Regions from separate parts of the Anas platyrhynchos genome. Here region 2 is linked to region 1. A link is a contact called in public Hi-C data. All regions are on one chromosome and are shown on one strand. The core of a region is the stretch at or near the end of the contact, and the rest is flanking DNA. Distances in the headings are between cores, read along the strand shown.

The links. A called contact is a pair of places that touch in the nucleus more often than the background predicts.
Region 2: a Hi-C map of liver shows a contact between it and region 1, with 2.8 times the contacts expected there. The contact joins two enhancer-like sites. A contact is called at or near these places in 3 of 8 Hi-C or Micro-C datasets (liver, skeletal muscle and subcutaneous adipose tissue).

The regions. Positions count from the first base shown.
Region 1 is chr1:111,150,480-111,153,679 of IASCAAS_PekinDuck_T2T, forward strand. All of the region lies in intron 2 of MRPS6 (mitochondrial ribosomal protein S6), which reads left to right. Among named protein-coding and RNA genes, the nearest start is that of MRPS6, 42 kb to the left of the region's middle. Within about 2 kb of position 1,627, at least 3 of the 8 cell types and tissues checked have an H3K27ac peak or open chromatin away from gene starts, as enhancers often do.
Region 2 is chr1:111,283,419-111,286,618 of IASCAAS_PekinDuck_T2T, forward strand. The region is part of intron 2 of KCNE2 (potassium voltage-gated channel subfamily E regulatory subunit 2); the gene reads left to right. Among named protein-coding and RNA genes, the nearest start is that of SMIM11, 21 kb to the right of the region's middle. Within about 2 kb of position 1,578, at least 5 of the 8 cell types and tissues checked have an H3K27ac peak or open chromatin away from gene starts, as enhancers often do.

The DNA of each region.
Region 1 (3,200 bases), core at 377-2,876:
GTTGTTTTTTTTTTTTTTTTTTTTTTTCCCCTCACCTTATCATTGAGGGTGCGATTTGCAGTTTTGAAGCTTTTTAGCAGGAATGGCACAGTACAGTAGTTTGTGATGCTGAGGTGCCAGCATCAATTTCTGGTGCGGTAAATTCTGTAGCATCTTTATGCAAGCATGGTGATTAAATGTGATGGCTGCACTAAATAGTGGTCTTGGTCAGGTGGGAAGCAGTCACTTTTTTTTTTTTTTAAACTCTGAATTAATACTTGCTGTGTAACTGCAGCTGTGCTCATAACAAATTTGCAGACATCTCAAATGCTGCCCAGAGAGCGTGACTTGTCAAACACTCCGAGTAGGTCAGGCTTGTTTCTCTTTTGCAGTGAAACAGAATTTTTCTGCAACGCTGCAGAATGTCTTTCTGTTATTTAATTAGCTTAATAACAGGCGTCTGGGTATAGAATTTGGCAAATGAAATTTCTGAAGAATGTGCACAGTTTTTAAAAAAAACAAAACAATAACAACAACAACAAAAAGTATTTTTTTTTCTCCCCAGTATTGGTTCATTGTGGATTATTTGTGTCATTGCTGTGGCACAATCTAGTTACTAAAGCACTGGCTTTTGGTTTTGATCTGGAATGTCTCCGTTGCTGTCCTTGTGATTTTCAGAGGTCTTTCTTCTATTCCATAGGAGTGTTTTAGTTAGAAGTAGTAACACGTGTATTAGTTCTTCCAGCTACAAGATGATGGTCCTTCTGAGCATAAACTCACCCACCTGCCCTGCTAAGGAAGAATAGTGACCACAAGAGCCAAAGAGAAAAGCAAAACTACTGCTCTTCAAGAGCAACTCAGTGGTTCCAAAGATGAAGTGGGCATTCTGGTAGCAGAGCAATTTCATTAACAGAGGATTACCATGGAGAAAACGACTGTCCAGCTACTTCCATGAGAGTACTGCAGCTTGCTTTCCTCCAGATAGTTTCTTGTTTCCTTCTGGGATGCTTTAGTTGTACATTTTCTTGCCTTTGTATCTTCCACTCTCCTACTGGGGAAGCTTACTTAAACTTCGTGTTGCTGCGTAAAGGAGAAATTTAAAGGAAAGATAGCTAATTGAGTTTATTATTAAAGCTTATCATCTTTAAGCATACAGACATTTTCTGGGCACAACAATGGCACCACACAGCCTCTTCCAAGTCCCCTGTAAGTGTGCTTTTTTCCCTCTGTTCCTCAGGTACATTGAACATAGCCTCACAGTCATATTCCAGGAGGATTTAAAAGTGAGTTTTGATCCAGGTGCCTTTCAGGGTTCTTTGAAGTCACAGACTGTCCATGTGAAAGCAAAATATACAAGCATCCATAGGACCTTAGGACTCAAATTCAAATGATTTCTGGCTTGGATGTATTAAAAAGGATACATGAAACATAGCATTTTTTTCATATGCAAAAGCATGTCCTTCTTTTCCTGAAATCCTATGATTTTCCTCTTTTTTTTTTTTTTTTCAATTAACACATTGTTTCAGTACATTTCAGTGGTTAGGCTGCTCTCCTGTATTTAAATCATCCTTCTATTTACAGTGGAGCGTGATGACAAAAATAACTGTGGTCTCATAGTGAATCAGTGGAATTTTCCTGCATTTCTCCCCTGATGACTCGGCTGACTCCTGGGCAGCCTGAACGCTTCTGCATTTTTGCTTGCAGGAATGAGGTAGTTTCCCTCCTGCATTCCTGTATTTTTCCCCATCTTTGAGTCTGGCTGGGATTTGCTTTTGTTTACTACGCAAACAGTGGCGGCAGCGTGGTGTGTCGGGTCAGAGATGGCCGGCTGAAATTAAGGTTACTGCATGCTTTATGGAGAGCGGGCTTAAAAAAAGCCCACAGCCTGATGGCAGCTAATTTAAATGCATGTATTTAGAGGAAAGGTGCTCCAGATCTCCTCAGGAATTGCATTATCAATTGCATTTGGTTGTTTTGCTTGCAGCAGTCAGTTTCTGCTCTTTCTTTAATGAAAGAATAATATATTTTTTTTTTTTATGCTGGCCCTCTTTTCCTTCCTTCTCTTTTGGCACAGGGAGGCAATCATTGCCTGTTATGCTGAGGAATGGGTGTTGTTTCAAGAAATGGCATTGTCGCCAGTGACTGCAGTTTTGTACCCTCAGATAAAATACCTATTCTGCGAGGAGTCATATAAAGATATGCTGCAACAGCTCATCCTCCCTTCCCCCACTTCTCCTTCAGTTATCAACAGTGCGTCAGTGGAAATTTCCACCCTTTGCTAATGTGAGAGAAAGCACAAAGTTGCAAAGCAGCCTTTTGAGAGGGAGGGGAAAAAAAATATTGCCGTTTTAGGAACACAATGAAAAGCAGCATATGACTTGAAAGCAGAAATGAAATGAAATTCTGGAGAACTGGGAATAAAAAGGGATGGCAGAGAGCACAGGTTGCAATCCGAACGAATGCTCTTGTGAACCAACTGCTTGGGGAAGGGGGCAGGTGAGTGGTGGTGTATCATCAGCTCAAATTTCTCCCCCCGTCGTCCCTTTTATTAGCTGCAACTGATTAAGAATTTGTAAGGGTTCTTCCAAAGGAGGGGATTGAAGTGGCATCTGTTAAATTTACCAGTGGCTTTTAATGGCTTTAACAGAAGATGCGACTTTCCCTTTTCAAGGGGTGTGCATCCTTCAGAAGTTGCTATGCCGCAGTTTTATTGAATTGTCCAAGATTAAAGCTCGTTTCTCTCCCTAAACTGTTAACCAGGTGATATCTCCTGTTTACTGGTCTCCAGAAAATAAGAGGCAGCTCAGCTTTCCAAATAAATTAAGCTCTGTGTGTGAGGATCTGCAAGGGGGACCAAGCCCACCATATTTCCTCCAAATCCTTGCTAAGGTGAGCTTTTTCTGCAGCTCGTAGCAGCCCTCCTGCTGCTATCAGAGGAGCAGCACCTTAGCTGACGTGAACTGGCACCGCTCCCTCGGCTTCTGCGATGCTCGGCCACAGCCCGTGCCAGCTGGGCACCTCTTCTGGAGGACTGGTTCCTTCCAGGCAGGCTGCAGGGAGATTTCTTGCTGTCGGGCCCCTCACACATGAGAAATTGGTGCTTCGATCTGCTTTTTCTAAGAAAGACTTCAGACCTGAATTGTGGCTATTAATATACATGCCTGCGTAAGAGGTTTGGGATTAGGACGTCTGGCTGAAGGGAAGCTTCTTTGCAGCGTTTT
Region 2 (3,200 bases), core at 328-2,827, 130 kb after region 1:
AACAGAAATATGCTGATCCATCCAGGAGTGAGATGGCCTGAAAGAAGAAATCCCACTGGACATGGTAGCTATGGTCCACTCTTTGCTGTCTTCCAGGAAGGACTTTCAGTGTGCTGCTGAACAGCAATGCAGACGTTTCCTATGGTATCAGTCCTCCAGCCCTGTGTAGTCACTGTGTAGACTCTGCTGCTCTATGCCACTTCACTTCAGAGCCACTTGCTCTCCCTCATGCACTCCATAGCCTGTGTGAAGCTTCCAGTGGCCTTGTGATCAGCTGGGGAAGGCAGGATGCAGGATTTCTCTGCAATTTAGGCCTGGATGGACAGTGAACAGGTTATGCCATTAGGGGCAAAACTGAAGCAACTTGCTCACATGAGATGGGGTAGGTGGGGCAACTGCAATTTTCCCAAGTAAGACAGTCTTTTCCATTAGGACGGCATGTGCAGGGAAGGATTCTGTGTTTTGCTGTGCCTCTAAGCTGAAGGCCTATGTGGCAATGGAGAGAGTGAACCTTTGTGTTCACTCTCTCCATTGTGTTGTGTGGATCTGATCCTAGGAGCTTATCCTCTGGTTTTCCACTTTTGTAGATGTGGGGCTGTGTCCCATGGCTTTCCATTGGGCTCCTCCACCATGAGCCATCAACGTACAATTACACTGCTGAAAACCAGACTCACTGGTTACCTTCTTTTTCTGGAGCAAAAAAAAATGGCTAATGATCAGATGACTGGTTAGCTGAAGAATCCTTGATGCGAAATGGACTGATGGAAGAGCTAGTGATGTGACCTCAGTAGGTGGAGGCATGGCACGAGCGCCTTGCTGAGATGGGGCTGGTGGTCTGGCCCTACATCTTTCTGCCCAGAAATGATGATCTGAGCCACAGAGTAACTATTGCTGACTGGGGGTGTACCTGTAGTGAGATGAGGCCTACTGTCACAGCGATGTGCTGACATGCCACTCTGAGAGCTGTGAGCTTTCCTTCAAATCTGCTGCAATCTGCTGGTGGATTAACAGTTATCTTCCTCTCATCTAAGGGCTTTCCTGTCTGTGGGCTTCCTGAAAGTCTTTATAATCAAGGAAGAAGTATCTTGCCCTATGGAAAGTTGTTGCTCTTGCTCTTGGTTTGAAGGTGTCCTTCAAACTTTTTCTCTGTGCGTCACTGCTCTCAAATTTGCCTTTATCCCAGTGAACAGTCTGGCCAGGGATCTCTGTGTGCCTGGTGGCTGTTGATGGTCTTCACTGTGAAACCATGGTCCTACATGTACTTATTCCCCCTTTTCTCCCCACCCCTTTCCCCATTTTAGCAAGATGATATGGGCCTCATCTGACCCTAGTGCTCCCACCCTTGAATACCAACCAGGTGGGTGGCAGGCCTGGCTGCAGATGAGAGGATCCCATGTCCTCCTTGAATTGCCCAACTTTTGAAGAGACATGCTGTGTTTGAAAGGGCAAGGGAAGGAGGTAAGGTGTCACGGCCCACATTGCTCTGCCCTTTCAGATACACGATAGTAACCTCTGGCGTTCCAGAGTTTGGGAAAACAAAACCCCACTGTCTCCTTATTGCACAGGCTTGGGAGTGTGGTCCAGTGCGGCGATAAGAGACAGCCACGAGCCTAATCTGGTTCAGGTCTGCTGCGTGCCTGCTGTGTGGTCTTGGCAATCGGGTCACTTTTCCATCTGTGAAATGGGGCTAGTGGTGCTTACCTTTGTTTTCAGGACGTTTCAGATCTCAGCACGAAGTGTTTTATGCAAATGAGGAGGGTTTCTGGTGCTATTTCTTAGTAATGAGCAGCAGACCTTGAATTTTGACCTTTACATGTTGTTTTTTTTTTTTTTTTTTTTTTTATGTACTCGCCTCACCGGGCCTGGACTGAGTGGACTGGTAGCAATTGAAGGTCAGGACTATTTTCCTGCCAGCTCTAACCATATAAGTAGGGGTTACAGCAGCGCTGGAGGGGGGTGTATTTATGGGCATGCAGATGAGCTACCACTTGGAAGCCTTTCTGCGGGTGGATGGAGGGATGGAAGTGCAGCTCTGTGGGGACACGGTGTGGTCACTCCCGAAAACGGCACCTGACGTGCACGAGCTCAGCCTCTGGCTTTCTCCTTTGCTGTCTGGATATAGTCAGAGTGCAAGAGTGAAGGTGAATCTGTGGCTTAGCAAAGGCGAGTAAATAGAAGTGCCAGCTCGTAGGGTTACCCAGCCGTCGGCTCCAGCCTTTTGGGCGGCCAAACTTTGACGCTGACTAGGTTGTAAACAGGAAGAATATCCATGCAGTTTTCTGCACTTTGATTCTTGATAACTTTGCCCTCGTCTTCTCAGCCAGACTGAGAGGAAAGGCTAAGTGCATTTCAGCCAGCATAAGGCATGCCTTCTTCTTCCTGGCTCCATTGGTAAATGGTACCAGATTCATCTAGGGGTTTGCCTGCACAGTAACCACGTGTGCAAGTGTCTCTCTGTGAGTGCTAACCTAAGTGGCAGAGTTATTCCCATAAAAGTTGGCCTCATCCATACACTTCAGTGTCCTCAGTGTGCTTACAGCTGCAGCAACCCTTCCATGGGAACTTCTGCAGCCTCTCCAAGATTCAGGCCCCATCTTCAGTAGATCATAATACACACTACATACCTCAAACCTGAACCTGGGCAACTGATTCCAGACTCCCTGTGGTTTACCATCTAGCCAGAAGGATGCTCACATGGTTACTGTGTCAGCAAATAATTCTTCATCAGCTCCAGTGGGCCAAGCCCAGACCTATCCTTATCTACTGTTGCCACTGTCTGGGTTTCTGAATCAGAGCAAGTCCTGAGGAGGCACTTGGCTTTGATGACCATGGGCTAACCTCTCTTTTAACTTGTTCATATGTGCACCCAGGAGCTCCTGTCAAACCCTTGCAGCAGCTGGCAGTAGCAGCAGAGGGAGACTGCCACGCTGGAGCATGCAGTGCTCTCCAGAATACAGCAGCAGTATTGTGTTAGTACCCCCTCCGGACTGGATCCATCACCATGGCAGCTGGCTGAAGAAACAGCAACAAAACAAGGAAATCACCAACTTGTTGAAACTTAATGGCTTTAGGTTTGGATGAGATTTTGACAGACCCATCTCACAGCTCCTCAGTGGCCCAGGCATCATGCAGACTGCACCTGTGCTTCCTCCTCCCCCTTCCCACACACCAACCTGAGACTCCATCCCCTTTCCGAGAGG